2 separate regions of the Mus musculus genome follow, and region 2 is linked to region 1. Evidence: chromatin contacts called from public HiChIP or PLAC-seq data. All regions are on one chromosome and are shown on one strand. The core of a region is the stretch at or near the end of the contact, and the rest is flanking DNA. Distances in the headings are between cores, read along the strand shown.

Region 1 (7,454 bases), core at 1,867-4,366:
CCTCTCCTCTAAGAGATTACCCCAACTCCACACCTGCATCCATCCCAGCTGCCTAGAACCTCCCACTCCAGCCAGTTCCCCCGGCCCCGCCTGCGCCCCCGCCAGCGCCCCCGCTAGCGCACCCTCCACATCCACGTTGAACGAGCAGCTGTCGCAGACATCCTTGGCTTTGATCTCTAGACGGTAATCCCCGCGGTCCCCTAGGACCACCTTCCCAATGTGGAGCTCCACGGTGTACACCTGGGGGCCAGGGTGGCGGGTGCTTGAGACTCACAGTCCCCAAATTCCCACCCCGGCCCCAAAGCACTGCGCCAGCCGGCCCTAGTTAGTCCGCGCTGTAGATCTCAGTCACCCTCTAGGGGGTGCCATAGCTCCACGAGCACCGGCTCGGTAGCCAGACCCGCCTCTGGTCCCGTCGGGGTCTCACATTGCTGGTAGAGTCATGAGATTCCTTGAAGATGAACCGGGCTCCGCTCTTGCTGCCCAGCTCCTGCCACTTCCCCTTGAACCACTTGATGGTCGGCTTGCCTGGGAGCTCCTTCCCGTTCACCTTGGCCAGAATCACCGCGTCTTTCCCTGCAGGAGAGAGGTAGTGAGGAACCCAGCACTCCAGAGACTACCCTGAGCTCAAGACCCCGGGATCCAGGCCTAACTCTCCACCCTCAGATCCAGGAGTCCTCCCTAGTCCTCCTCCTTCAGATCCAGGGGTCCAGACTGAACTCTGGTCCTTCAGACTCAAGTTCTAGATTGTTCTTCCCAAGTGCTCACCAGTCTCCACTGACACAGAGTCCGGCTTTTTCAGGAAGATGCCTGTGGGCTCCTCCGCAGTTGGGGATTGGTCCTCAGGTGGGGCCTCTGCTCAGGAGAAAGGATTCGGGAGTCAGCATTGATCGGGAGGGGTCAGTAAGCAGAAATCGTAGGGATGGCTTGGCTTTTAATCCAGAAGGCATAAGCTTTGCTGGCCCCCTCAGCCCCTAGGGCCTCAGATTCCCCATCTGTGGACCAGCAGGTTATGGTCAGGATGGTCTTGAATGGACTTCGGTATAATAAAGGGCATGTAAATATGGGCACAGCCTTTGGGAACTGGGCAAGAATTGCTTGAGACATTGCTCAGAGTAAGATACCAGCCTGGGATGTCGGGAAGCCAGGAAGGACTGTGGCGCTCTGACCCTGTGTGGGAACAGCTATAGGAAAGAGGCAAGGAAAGTCTACAGCAGTGTGGAGAAGGGCGGGGGGGGGGGGGGCGGGAGAGCTGGCAGAGCCCTGGGGGCACCTCACCTTTGGGGGGCTCTTCAGGAGTCTGCTTTGCAGGGGCTTCCTTTGGGGCATCTTTGCCTTTGGAGGCCTTTTTGGCCGCTGTAACATAGACATTGAGAAAATGGTTCTCTCCCCAGAATCCAGAGGCCAGACCCAAACCTTCATTCTCAGAACCAGGGGTCCAGGCCTCAAATCTTCTTCCCCAGACCCTCTTCCCTCAGATGGAGGTAGGTATGGTGGGGTACAGATCCCCCATTCCAGGCATAAGTTGATCCCAACCCTGAGTATGGAGTCAGGTTCCCCCTCCCCTTGTAGCCTCACCCCAGGCTCTGGCCATCAGCCTGACCTTTCAGGTTTGGGGTATAATTAGCCCTTCCCTTGGGCTGGAAACTAGACACTGGTGCTGACCACAGCAGTCTCCCTTGTGGTGCGGGTCACTGATCCATGGGTCAGTCTGTGCAAGGGAGCTGGTCTCTACCTCAGCCAGACTGGGCTGACCCCAGGGGAACAGCCACCTAGGGGTAGGTGACACCAGGGCTTGTGTGCAGTGCCCACTTCCACAAAAGGAGAAAGCCCTAACCAGCATATAGACTATCCCTGCCCCCTAAGGACCTAATGCCTCCCGTGCCTAACTGCACATGAAGAGAGACGGGGGTGCTGGGACATGGCCAGTATTTGCCAAGCAGGTAGGAGGCTCTGGATTCCTTCCCCAGCACAGCAGGAAAAAGAGGGCCCCACCCATGGAAGAGAGACACACGATTCCTTCACAGAAGTCCAATGCGCACACCAAAGGGGTTCTCATATTTACACAGAAGAGTATCGTTCCATGCACATGGAGTCCTGTTGTGTCCATAGAAGCACCCTATGATCCTAATCTTCACTCAGTGAGGAGACTCAACTACCTCGAGGGTGCTCGCCCACCTGGAGAGGACCCTGTCCCCAAGCTGAGCCCCAGCAATGCACAAGCAAGATCCTGTCAGCCTCAAGAAAAAGAGACACCCACATAGAAAAAAAAAATTATATTGCCAGGCCATGGTGGTGCACGCCTTTAATCCCAGCACATGGGAGGCAGAGGCAGGTGGATCTCTTGTGAGTTTGAGACCAAGCTGGTCTACAGTGCTAGTTCTAGGACAGCCAAAGCCAGGGATACACCAGAGAAACCCTGTCTTGAAAAACCAAAAAGAAAAAGGGGATGGGGAGAAAAAAGAAAGGAAAGGAAAGAAGAAAAGGAGACACACACACACACACACACACACACCCCCAGCAGGGTGTAGTAGCCCATGCCTGCCGTCCAGTCTTGGTAGACTGAGGCAGTATGATTTTAGGACTTCCCAGCCAGCCTTAGCTCCGGAGTGAGTTTGGGGCCAGCCTAGGCTGCAGACTTTGAGGACAGCCTGGAGGGCTTGGGGGCAGGGGTGGGGTGAGAGAGCAAAGAGAGAAGGGGAGAGAGAAAGAAAACCGAGGCCAATTTATAATTGCACAACTGAGATTTCTACCCAAGATGGGTCTCCCAGTCCCCGAAGAGGAAGGGGACTCCTGACCCTACACAGACAATAGACCTCATGGTCCTGCATTAGGAAGGGACCCATCTGTGCACACAGAAAGGGTCCCTCTTCCCCAAGCAGGAAAGGAACCTACACTCTACCTAGATGTAGGAACAGGCAAAGGACCCCCTCCTCCCATAGTAGAAATCCCCTTGTGTGCACCCTACCCTCCACCCCATCCCCACCCCCACCCCCAAGAAGGTTTCGGGCCAGCCACCTGGTTTAGCCTCAGGCATGTCGGCGACCTTCTCCTGCTCCCAGGACTTGGGACCGCAGTGGCTCTAACCAGGCCCTAGCAGGGACAGGTGGGTCTCCAGGAGGAGCCCTTTATGGAGTCTCGAGACTCCCAGGAGGCAGCGCAGGGCCGCCCCGCATTCCTCTTGCATGCTCTAAAGGGCGAGAAATAGCGAGCAGGCAGGAGTGGAGGGATGCCAAGGCCCTAGTGGGGATGGGATGTGGTGCTTAGACACCTGAGTCTGTGGAGGTGCAAAGGTGAAGACTGCGTGACCGCAGAAAGAGGGGAACTGGAACCCCAGAGTCTGGGGGCACAGGGGTCCAGATTCTTAGGTCCTGGATGAAGTGGGGGGGAGAAGGAGGAACGAGAAGTGGCCAGAGCACAAGATGGGGAGAGGGGGGAAGCAGAGAGGGCACTTGTGTGGGGGCAAAGAACGAGGAGGAAAAGAGAAAAGGAAAAAAGGGAGGGAAATCCTGGGTCTTGGGAACGGGCGTGGGGGGCTGGGAGTCTCAGGTGCACGGGGCAAGCGGGGCGGGTTCTGGAAGCCTTTCTTAGCCCCAGTCAGGAGTTTTCTAGAAACCAGAGACGGGAAGGATAGTCCGATTTCCCCCGCGTAGGCAGGACGGGTGCCGGCCTCAGGGAAGAGTTCTCGGTGTCCCTCCCGCCCTATTCTGATCCGGGTCCCAATGGGAGCGGCCTGGCCGGCTGCCCGTCACCGGCCAAGTGCAGAGAGGCCGGGAAGGCCCTGGAGAGCTGCCCAGGCCCGGCTCCTTCCCAGCACCAGAGGGGAGGAGCGGGTAAGGAGGAGGAGAGGGACACTTGGGGAACCACAGGTGTGGCTGGCCCAGAAGGGTGTCAGAGGAAGGAACCAGGGTATCGAAGACAAGCTGTCCTCCCCCCCCCCTTTTACTCTTTGTGTCCCTCCCTCCTTTCTACTTTCAAAAAAAAGATCCCCTAACAGCCGGAAGCTTCCTGGCTTCTGGGGGCACAAAGTCCTGTCACACCATTGGTTGCAGTGCAAAAACTTCCACCTCGCTCCCTAGGGAGCAGGCAAGTTGCACAGCAACCCATTGTAGTAACACACCCCTGTAACCCGGAATTCCAGAGACTGAGCTGAGACAGGGCCATTGGAGTGACTTCAAGACCAGCCTGAACTACAACGTAAGGAAGAGCCTATCTTCAAGACAAAAAAACAAAAACCGAACAGTCAGATGTCTGGAATGGAGGGGTGAGCAGAAAAGCAAGGTGGGAAACAATGGTTTCCTCATTCAAGCCCTAGCCTGGCCCACCACCTTCCTTTCTCCCTCCCCCTCCCTCCCCCTCCCTCCCTATGACTGCCACAGTCTCAGAAGAGTTCATGTGGAGGTGCAGGGGACAGTTCCTAATAAAGGGTCCCAAGACGGCTTAATTTTGATGTACACTTTATTTATTATGCATGTATAGTGGTGATGAGAAATAATTTTATTTAGTACAGTTTAGCCTTGACCACATGGACATCTGGATCTTCCATGACCCTGTTCCCCCTCCCGGCCACCCACAGAGGTGAGTTCCGGTGTGTCACAGGCTCATTGGGGAGGCTCATGGGGTTGCAAAGAGTTTTAAGGGCCTCTTCATCGTCTGTTTCTCAGAGAGACGGAAGCCTGAGTGCCCCCCTCCCCTCACTCAGGCTTCAAAGCTCTGGGTTCTGATTCTGCTGTGGATGCCCAAGACAAACCCACAGTTTGAGCCTACTTGGCCTGTAGCACTTGAACGGAAAAGACTGGGCCTGAACAGGCGGGTGTGAGGAAGTCACTGGTGTGAGACAGACAGGCACTGAGCAGGGTCCTGGGCAGACACCTGGACAGAGGCCGGCCCCAGAAAAGCTGGCCAGAAGTCACCAGTTGTCCAAAGATTCACACTTAGATATCTGGGTGGCGGGAGTGCTTTCTAGCTTGACAGATCACTATGAAAGCGGGCTTTCCTCCAAAGAAAGCACCTGCAGGGACTTAATTTGCCTGCCTTGTGGGTGGGGGTTGACCAAGTCTAGAAGTCTGTCTACCCATGGCGTGGGTAAGCACAGAGTAGTAAGGTATGTTCATAGTTCCAGACGCAGAGGCAGGAAGAGTGTCATGAGCTTGAAGCCAGCCTGGGCTACACAAATAGACCTTGACTTAAGAAAAAGGAAAAAGGGCGTGGTGGTGCACGCCTTTAATCCCAGCATTTGAGAGGCAGAGGCAGGTGGATTTCTGAGTTTAAGGCCAGCCTGGTCTACAGAGTGAGTTCCAGAACGGCCAGGGCTACACAGAGAAACCCTGTCTCGAAAACAACAACAACAAAAAGACAAGACAATGGAAAGAAACAGTCACGTGGTGCGCTGCCTGACATCTGAGCATTCTGGCTGAGGCAAGGGCTCAAGGTCTTCCCTAGCTACACAGTGAGAGTGAGTTCAAGACCAGCCTGAGCTACATAAGACTCAATCTCAAGAATAAAAGGCACCGGCCTTGCCACAGCCATACCTCTGCCACACATCCCCCTCAAACACAACATACAGGTCGCGCCTCAGTCAGTGTGTGAATGCAGGGCTGCTGAGAGCCTAGAGAACTTCCCATATGATCAAGGGATCCCAGAAGGAAGGGCCCAACCTATAAGGTTCACTGAACCTCCCACCCTACCTTACCCAGCCATTCATCTCGGACATAGGTCCCAGAGGGTCCCAAGGGGTGCCTGAGGCAAGAGGAGCCTGAGGCAAGAGGACTGCCACTAGCTTGAGAATAGCCCAGCCCGGGTTACATAGTAAAATCTCTCAAAAAAGGAAAAAACCTGGTGTGATGGTGCACCCTTGTCATCCCAGCACTCAGGAGGCCGAGGCAGGACGATTGTTAAAAGTTGGGGGGCCAGCCTGAGCTACATAATGAGACCCTGTCTCAAACAAACAAAAGTCATAAACGGACGCAGAGAAAAGTCACACACAGGTGGCACAGGGTTCTCAGAGAGCTCCAAACATAACTAGACCTCAGATCTAACAAGGGCTTCAGGGGGAGTACAGAGGGACCGACCTATCTGGCCAACAAAACAAGGGTTTGGGGGGGGCTGTAGACAGCGCCACCTGCTGGTGAGATGTCATGTGAGCTCACAGGACTCGCAAGAACTGCGGTTTCTGGAACCGTAGACGACATCAGGGCTCCCCCATCCCCCCCCCCCCCGAGAAACCTGCCATTCTGAAACCGTGTAGAATGGCCAGTGCTCCCTCAAACACGACCATCCTAGATTGGAATCCTATACACGGCACAGGAAACTCTGGGGAGGCTCTAGGGAGAGCTGAGAACCCTGACTGCCCTCATATGGGGCTCCATGGGACTTAGGGGCCAGAAAGGGGTCCTTAGCGGAGTGCTCAGACATGCCGGGAGGCTGGCAGCAGCGCGCTGTCAAACTGGTAGGTGAGTTTGCGTTTGACCTTGCGGATTTCGCCTGTCTTGGCATAGTTGCGCAGCGCTCGGGCCAGCTTCTGATACGTCATGCGCTTGCGGTTGCCCTTCTGCTGGCCCCAGCGGCGAGCCAACAACTCCTTGTGCTTGGAGGAGAACTGGAAGACGCCGGCACCTGGCTCCACCCACCACACGCACTCGCGCATGTCCCCGCGTAGGAGCAACCCCAGCAAGAACTGGTACAGGCGCAGCTTCTTGCGTGCACCTGCAGGGTGTTGGATACCAGCGTTAAGAGGGGGAAGTCCGTTAAAGGAACCCCCAGAGCTACGGCCCCTCGCCACCCTTAGTTTTCACAATGGAGTTGGGCCTGGTTGGCTGCAACTACTCCAGAGGCTGAGGAAAGATCACCAAGTTCAAGATCAGCCTAGGTAACTTAGGGAGACTGTCTTTTAAAAGTAAGAGGGTGAGGCTTGGCTCAGTGATAGAGCCCCGTGCCTAGAATCCCTCCAGTGAGCGCGGGAGTATAAATAAGATGACTGGTTTGACATACGGAAAATTGAGGTCCAACAGAGAATAATTGGTTTGAAAGGTTGTCAGACACAGAGGCCTAAGGGGAGGAGGATTGTAGGTATATATTGGGTTTCCTTTGGCTGTTACTGTGTCTTTGTGCACAACGGAAACCCAGGCACAGAAAGGTCGATGCCCTTGACCAAGGTCACACAGGCAACAAGCAGCATGGATCTGGGAACTTCCTTGGGAAGTATTAGTGTTTAGGGTGCTCTGGTTCTTGCATCCTCTCCCCCACTCCCAGTCAGCATCCCCACTAAATCTCCACCCCACATACCTGCCTCAGATCCCCTCCCCTCGGAGCCAGCCAAGAGGGCCTCGTCTGACTCACTGTCCGAGACCTCCAGGGCGGGGCTGTCCAGCATAATGTCTTCTTCCTCTGATAGCACAGGGCTGGGGTACGGAGCATAAGCCAAGGAGCCCAGGGTCTGTGGGAGACCAGGGTCA
Region 2 (6,981 bases), core at 182-2,681, 470 kb after region 1:
ACTCCCTTGGGAGCCACAATGCCTCTGCTGAGGAGACTTCCTCTCAAAGCTGTAAGGGTCCTGGCCCCCATGTCTCAGGATACCCCTCCATCGGGACACGTCCCACCTCAGCGCTGTGTGGCTCTTGGGCCCCCAGTCTCAGGCATCCCTTGCACTGGGACCCCTTCTCCCTTCAGAGCTGCATGCTTCCCGGGCTTTGGAGCCCCAGGGTACCTCCTATCCAAGCACAAACACTTACACTTACCCGCTAGAAAGAGGTGTGACAAAGACTTGAAATGGTTATGGCTTGTGCTGAAGCTGAACCGTGTTGACTTTATAATGGGTCCTGTCTGGATTTTTTGGAACCAAAACTCCTAGCCCTGAAAGTTTCACAAGTGACCTGAATAAATCTCTTACCAGGCTCGGAACCATAGCAGGGGCGGAGGGGAAGGAAGTGGGGCCTAGAGGACTCCGTGGGGGGAGCTCCTCTCCCCAGGGGACAAGGGAGGCATCTTCGGAGGCGGCTCAGGAAATCTGTTGTCTCCTCTTGGGCAGGACTCCTAGGGACAAGAACCTCGGAGTTATCCCGAAGGGGTCTGGGCAAGTGATCCCTTCATCCTTTCATGGAAGATCACTCTTGAAACTCAGCCCAGGCACATGGAGTTAGGTCTGATGGGAGTAGATAGGTTTGGACCACAAGACTCAGGAAGATCTTCCCATCAAAGGCTGACGCTGGGGGAGTGGAACTCACCTGGGTGGAGTTGGGACAGGGGACCCAGCGACTTCACCGCGCTTAAGGAAGGCCGTCAGAACCTTCAGTGTGTCCTCTCGGAGACCCAACTCTTCAGAGCCGGCCATGGGGGTACCTGAGGCAGAAGACAGAGGATGCACCCAAGTGCAGGGATAACTCAAACTTCTGAATCACTGAATGAAGAGGGCGCCTAACTCCAAGGAAAAGGTGGTTTTTAAGGGCCAGTGGGGCAGTTGATTCAGTTGAGGAGAAACGGTCTGAATTACTGAGTCTAAGAAAGGAGGTAAATGAGTGCTTGAACTCTTGCAGGAAGGAGCGGGAAGGGGGTTTGGAGTTCCCTCTCAGCTAGCAGCGCCAAAGAAGGCTCGAAGACCGTAGAGAATAGGGAACTACTAATCCTAGTATGCTTTGCGGCAAACGCTGGTCCGATTTCCCCACTTTTCACCGAGCAGTCTGCTGGGAGATGTAGTTCCAATTTTACCTCTGGCGTGCACCGGGAGACCCCGGGTGCTTGGAAGTCACAGCTTGGCAGGACTGGCTGTGGCCTTTCCTGCAACCCTGTCCCCTCCCTGGCACCCAGCTCACCTGGCTCGCGGTTGTGTCCCCGTCGCACTGGCGTACACGCTTTCTCACAATTTCTACAAACTTTTACTTCGGAAGTTCAACTTTCCCACGCCTGCGCACTGGGCCGACACGGCAACCGCCCCAACGTCGAAGGGGTGGAGCCTTCTTTTGCGGTCATTTGCATATGGCGTTCCCAGCATGCCTGTAGGCGGAAGGCCAAAAAAGGGCATTTGAGGGAGTTAGGCCTGCTAAGCCGAAGTGCGCTCCGGGATTTCTTGACTTTATTTCGTCAATGTTGAGAAAAACTTTTTATATCTCAAAATATCGTTAGAAAAGGAAGTCCCAGCGCTCGGAGGCTTAGCTGACAAAGAAGGGGGTTGCGTGGCTGCGAGTCTCAGAACTACTGTTTGGGAGCCCCAAAACCACTGCTGGCACCCGCGCCGCACGGGCGCCCAATTCCTCCCCTGGTAGGTAACGCGGAAGAGCCGGGAGGGTGGCGGCCTCAGGGCGCAGGATCGGGCAAACCTGTCGCTCAGAAGCTCGGCTACCGAAAAGCAGAATGGCCACGCGTTGTAGACGGAAGCCTGCAGTCTCAGCATCCAGGCTGGAGGCAGTAAAGATTGCTGTAAGTTCAAGGCCAGTGAGCTCCAGGCCAGGCTGGACGACAGAATGAGCGCCAGACCAACATGGGTTAAGCGATTTGAAGACCAGCCTGAGCTACTGAATAAGTTTGAGGGTAGCCTGGGTTACAGAGTGCATTCGAGGCCAGCCAGGGCCACAGAGTGAGTTGAAGACCAGCCTTGGCTACATAGCAAGTTCAAGGACAGCCTATGCTACATACTAAGACCCTGTCTCAAACATCCGTAAAAACAATATAGGAACAAAAAACAAAAAAACAGAAGAAGCGACAGCACCTGGGAAAAGACTCTGGAAATGAGTAAGGGTTTTCTGCAAGGGTGAGGCGGTTGTGAGAGCAGTTAGGATCCTTTAAAGACGAGGGAAAGAGGACTCCACTCTTGAAATAGGGTGCCAGCTTTGGATAATAGGAGTTTACATTTAGAAAAGGGAAGGAACCTATGGGTAGAGTTCATATAGAAGACTCTGGGGGGTAGGAGAGGCGGTCCCGTTGGATTTGGAAAGGTGGGAAGGAGTTTCCCGTTTGTACACAATGGTGAAGGAAGACCTGTGTTGTGGCGGGTCGGAGAGGTTTGAGTGCATTTGCCCCGTGACAGACAGGCTCAGGAACTGTCCTGTGGTGCGCAGGCTAGAGCATGGAAACCCCGAAACCGCGGATTTTGCCCTGGCTGGTGTCACAGCTGGACCTGGGGCAGCTGGAAGGCGTGGCCTGGCTGGACGAGAGCCGAACGAGGTTCAGGATCCCGTGGAAGCATGGCCTACGGCAGGACGCACAGATGGCTGACTTTGGCATCTTCCAGGTGCTGGGGGAAAGATTTCAGACGCATTTCTGGGTGTGGCTGGACCAGGGCAGGGGGTGGGATAGGACTGGAGGGACAGACGGGAATTGATTGGCAGATTCTAGGAACAGAATCCTGAAAGCCAGGTTGCGTTTCTTTTTTTTTTTTTTTTTTTTTTTTTTTTTAAAGATTTATTTATTATTTTATGTAAGTACACTGTAGCTGTCTTCAGACACACCAGAAGAGGGAGTCAGATCTTGTTACGGATGGTTGTGAGCCACCATGTGGTTGCTGGGATTTGAACTCTGGACCTTTGGAAGAGCAGTCGGGTGCTCTTACCCACTGAGCCATCTCACCAGCCCTAGGTTGCGTTTCTTAAGAAACGTTCTGGAGCAATGGTTCTCAGTCCCTGGGACGCGACCCCTTTGGGGGTTGAATGACCGTTTCATTGAAAAATAAGTATTTTGACTTCTAACAAAACTACAGTTATGTAATAGCAATACAAATAATTTTGGGGCTGGGGGATCACTGCAACACGAGGAACCGCATTAGGATAGTTGAGAACAGCTGTTTTAGAGGGCGGGAAATCTTTAGGAGTGGGCTCTTGATTTTAGAACCCTTAAGCCTTAAGAGTTGAGACTGCCCTCAAGAGGTGTTATTTGCTTCCTGAGCAGCATGGTAGTAAGAATGTGAGGTGGCCTGGGGTGAGGTACCAAGTAGATAACTAGAATGATGGCTTAAAAAAAAAAAAGCCTTGAAGGTGGACATGGTGACATGAGTTTGTCAGCACCGTGGGCAGGGCAGGGCAGGGTGGAGGGTGAGGTCTCAGCTTGGAGCCCACCTTTGGTTATAATGTGTGAAACCCTGCCTCAAAATCAAAACGATTTTTCTTTAGTGTGGAAATAGTGGGAAAGTATGAGAACGGAGGTCCTGGGGGCTCTGTCATGAACCAGAAGTGGATGGTGTGTGGTGGGAGGTGTCAGGGCCTCGGGCCAGAGTCTAAGTCGTCTTGTTGTGGAATCCCTGATATTTCAGGCCTGGGCAGAAGCCAGTGGTGCCTACACCCCGGGGAAGGATAAGCCGGACGTGTCAACCTGGAAGAGGAATTTCCGGTCAGCCCTGAACCGGAAAGAAGTGTTGCGGTTAGCTGCTGACAATAGCAAGGACCCTTATGACCCTCATAAAGTGTATGAGTTTGTGACTCCAGGTGCGTGTGACAAGGCTGGCCTGGGGGTCACAGAAAGCTTGGGATCAGGAGGGTCTCTGCCACCTACACGCTCACTTCCACTCTGGACAGGGGCGCGGGACTTCGTACATCTGGGTGCCTCTCCTGACACCAATGGCAAAAGCAGCCTGCCTCACTCCCAGGTGAGAGGCAGTCGTCCCGTGCCTCAGCCTTCCCCCCCGCCCCCCACCCCCCAGCCCTTCTCCCGGGACCTCCATTCCTCCACCGGTTGGCTGCCCTCCTGACTCAGCTGAAGCTGTTGACCAGCTAACACCCTCCTCCTCCCCCAGGAAAACCTACCGAAGTTATTTGATGGCCTGATCTTGGGGCCCCTCAAAGATGAGGGGTCCTCAGATCTGGCTATTGTTTCTGATCCTTCTCAACAACTGCCAAGCCCCAATGTGAACAACTTCCTAAACCCTGCACCCCAAGAAAATCCACTGAAGCAGCTGCTAGCTGAGGAACGTGAGTGCCAGCTGTGGCGTGGGAAGGGCTGCGGCAGGGACAGCGCTCCTTACCCTGCTCCTCTCCATTTCTCCCCTCTCACTCCACCGGTGGCTCAGAATGGGAGTTCGAGGTGACCGCCTTCTACCGAGGCCGCCAGGTCTTCCAGCAGACACTCTTTTGCCCGGGGGGCCTGCGGCTGGTGGGCAGCACAGCTGACATGACACTGCCCTGGCAGCCAGTCACCCTGCCCGATCCTGAGGGGTTTCTGACGGACAAGCTTGTGAAGGAGTACGTGGGGCAGGTGCTCAAAGGGCTGGGCAATGGGCTGGCACTGTGGCAGGCTGGGCAGTGCCTCTGGGCCCAGCGCCTAGGCCACTCCCACGCCTTCTGGGCTCTGGGGGAGGAGCTGCTTCCAGACAGTGGGCGAGGGCCTGATGGAGAGGTCCACAAGGACAAGGACGGAGCCGTGTTCGACCTCAGGCCCTTCGTGGCAGGTGAGTGAGCACCCTATGGAACTGACAGGCCATGGTGGCTGATTGAATTCAGAGTCTGCTACTAAGTTTTGTGGCAAAAAGCTAGGCCTGTGCCTCCAAGTCCAGGGGCTGGCTGCTTAGACTGTTGAAGCTAATGTAGTACAGGCCATATAAGACACTCTGGTGTGTCCACATCTCATGGTGTATACAGAAACACTGCTGAGGCTGGGAGCTTGCCTCAGTGGATAGTGCCCCAAGATTACGTCCCCTATGGTTGGGATGCCATGTGTCAGCAAGGTAGCCAGTTTGAAGTTGCATTTATATTTGAAACTTTAGTTTTCTGAGGCAGGGTCTTGCTCTTACTGCTTCTGCTAGCCTTGAACTCTCATGCCTCCTGCCACACCCTCAAGGGCTGGCATCGAGTGTCAGTCAGAGAGCGGCATTGGGCCCCAAGCAGCTGAGGAAACATCCCAACAGCCTCCTGAGCTGCGAGCCCACCGTCCTCCTCACTGCCGCTGCTGCAGGAAGGAAGGAGTGGGGAGCACTTGTTTGTGTCTGTAGGGACTTTTCCAGATAGGCAGTGTATAGCAGTGTCAGGGAAGATACAAGTTGAGCTGGTAGACAGGGTAGAAGCCATCCTTTCTTTTCTGACCTAACTCTTGGGTTCCCAGATCTGATTGCCTTCATGGAAGGAAGTGGACACTCCCCACGCTACACTCTGTGGTTCTGCATGGGGGAAATGTGGCCCCAGGACCAGCCATGGGTCAAGAGGCTTGTGATGGTCAAGGTGCCAGCTGTCTCATGCTACTGGGGATGGGAGGGTCCACTTGTGGAGGAACCTGCAGCACCCCGGGACTAGGACCCTCAGAAGCCCCTCTGAGAAATAGCTTACCCAACAGGCCTCTGCAGCCACTGTTACCCTTCCCAGAAGCCTCTGCGTGTCCTCCACAGGACTTATTCAGTATCCTGAGCTTATTGTGACTCTAGACCCTGTAGCTGGTAGCTGCAGGTCTTTGCAGCCTTTGAAGAATGTGGCTCCCAGGGGCTTCCATTAATTAGGTGGGGCGGTCAGAGTTCCTAACAGCCCTAGGCTGAGTGAGGGTCCACCCTGGGTTATGCTGGCAGCCCCTAGCTGACTAGAGATCTGTCCTGCCTCCTTCAGGTTGTTCCTACATGTCTTAAGGAGCTGTTAGAGATGGCCCGGGAAGGGGGAGCCTCTTCACTGAAAACCGTGGACTTGCACATCTCCAACAGCCAGCCTATCTCCCTTACCTCTGACCAGTACAAGGCCTACCTCCAGGACTTGGTGGAGGACATGGACTTCCAGGCCACTGGAAATATCTGAGCCCCACTCAGCTGCTACCAATAAAGCAGTTTATGCCGCCATCACATCTGCTGTCGACTGCGTCTAGGCTGGTGGTTATTCTACAAGGCTCAGTCTTCCCATCTGCAGCTGAGGTCTAGGTGCTCCAGGAGGGAGGCACAGGGACAAAACACAGCATGGCTGCCAAGGTCGTGGAGAAAGTATCACAAAGAAAGCAAGGACAAGACAGGTCCAGAGCTGCACACACATTGTCCCTACGTGGAGCAAGGGACACTGTCACAGGTGGTGATGGTTGGCAACCGGCAAGCTTGCTGTGGGGCGGGCGGGCTGACTCACCACCACGGACTGAGTCACTGCAGCCCCACAGTGCTACTGATACCAGAGGCCACTCGGGTGATGCTCAAGGCTGGACCCTGCCTCCTGTTACCCCCATATCCCCACATTCCTAAGTCTGGTGTGACACCATCATGGTTCCCCACTCACACACCCCAACTCTTTCCTCCTGAAAAAAAGCATTTCATGATTTTTTTTTTTTTTTTTTGGAGACAGGATCTCTGTAGAGCTAGCGGTCTTTGAACTGACAGAGATCCATTTACTTCAAGGGTACACCACTACGCCTGTCTGTACTTCATGAAATCTTTAATGAAATTGGAGGGGGCATGACAGAAGGGCTGGGGCTGTCGGGGGCAGGCTGAAGGGCTAGGTCAACGGGCAGGAACACGGCTGGGTGGGGGGCTCTCCTCTTCCTCACAGCAACCTTCCCCATCATCCCACTGGGGGGGGGGGGGCGTAGTGGGGAAGTG

What was found. HiChIP or PLAC-seq counts read pairs in DNA pulled down with a chosen protein or histone mark.
Region 2: an H3K4me3 HiChIP or PLAC-seq map of the 230-238 cell line shows a contact between it and region 1, with 10 read pairs. The contact joins the promoter of Bcl2l12 here to the promoter of Mybpc2 in region 1. A contact is called at or near these places in 2 of 115 datasets of contacts at active chromatin or transcription factors (the 230-238 cell line and pro-B cells).

Annotation. Positions count from the first base shown.
Region 1 is chr7:44,521,553-44,529,006 of GRCm38.p6, forward strand. It overlaps Mybpc2 (myosin binding protein C, fast-type), which reads right to left and starts at 3,117. Exons shown (of 28, transcript NM_146189.3): 1 at 3,019-3,117; 2 at 1,279-1,356; 3 at 769-855; 4 at 428-576; 5 at 123-240. The coding sequence starts at 3,037. Spib (Spi-B transcription factor (Spi-1/PU.1 related)) reads right to left here. Exons shown (of 6, transcript NM_019866.1): 5 at 7,285-7,435; 6 at 4,443-6,705. The coding sequence ends at 6,407.
Region 2 is chr7:44,996,148-45,003,128 of GRCm38.p6, forward strand. It overlaps Bcl2l12 (BCL2-like 12 (proline rich)), which reads right to left and starts at 1,432. Exons shown (of 7, transcript NM_029410.3): 1 at 1,316-1,432; 2 at 731-845; 3 at 397-539. The coding sequence starts at 837. Irf3 (interferon regulatory factor 3) reads left to right here and starts at 1,501. Exons shown (of 8, transcript NM_016849.4): 1 at 1,501-1,761; 2 at 2,558-2,730; 3 at 3,745-3,916; 4 at 4,007-4,077; 5 at 4,225-4,399; 6 at 4,498-4,875; 7 at 5,526-5,641; 8 at 6,017-6,701. The coding sequence starts at 2,566. The coding sequence ends at 6,199. Scaf1 (SR-related CTD-associated factor 1) reads right to left here. Exons shown (of 11, transcript NM_001008422.1): 11 at 6,803-6,981.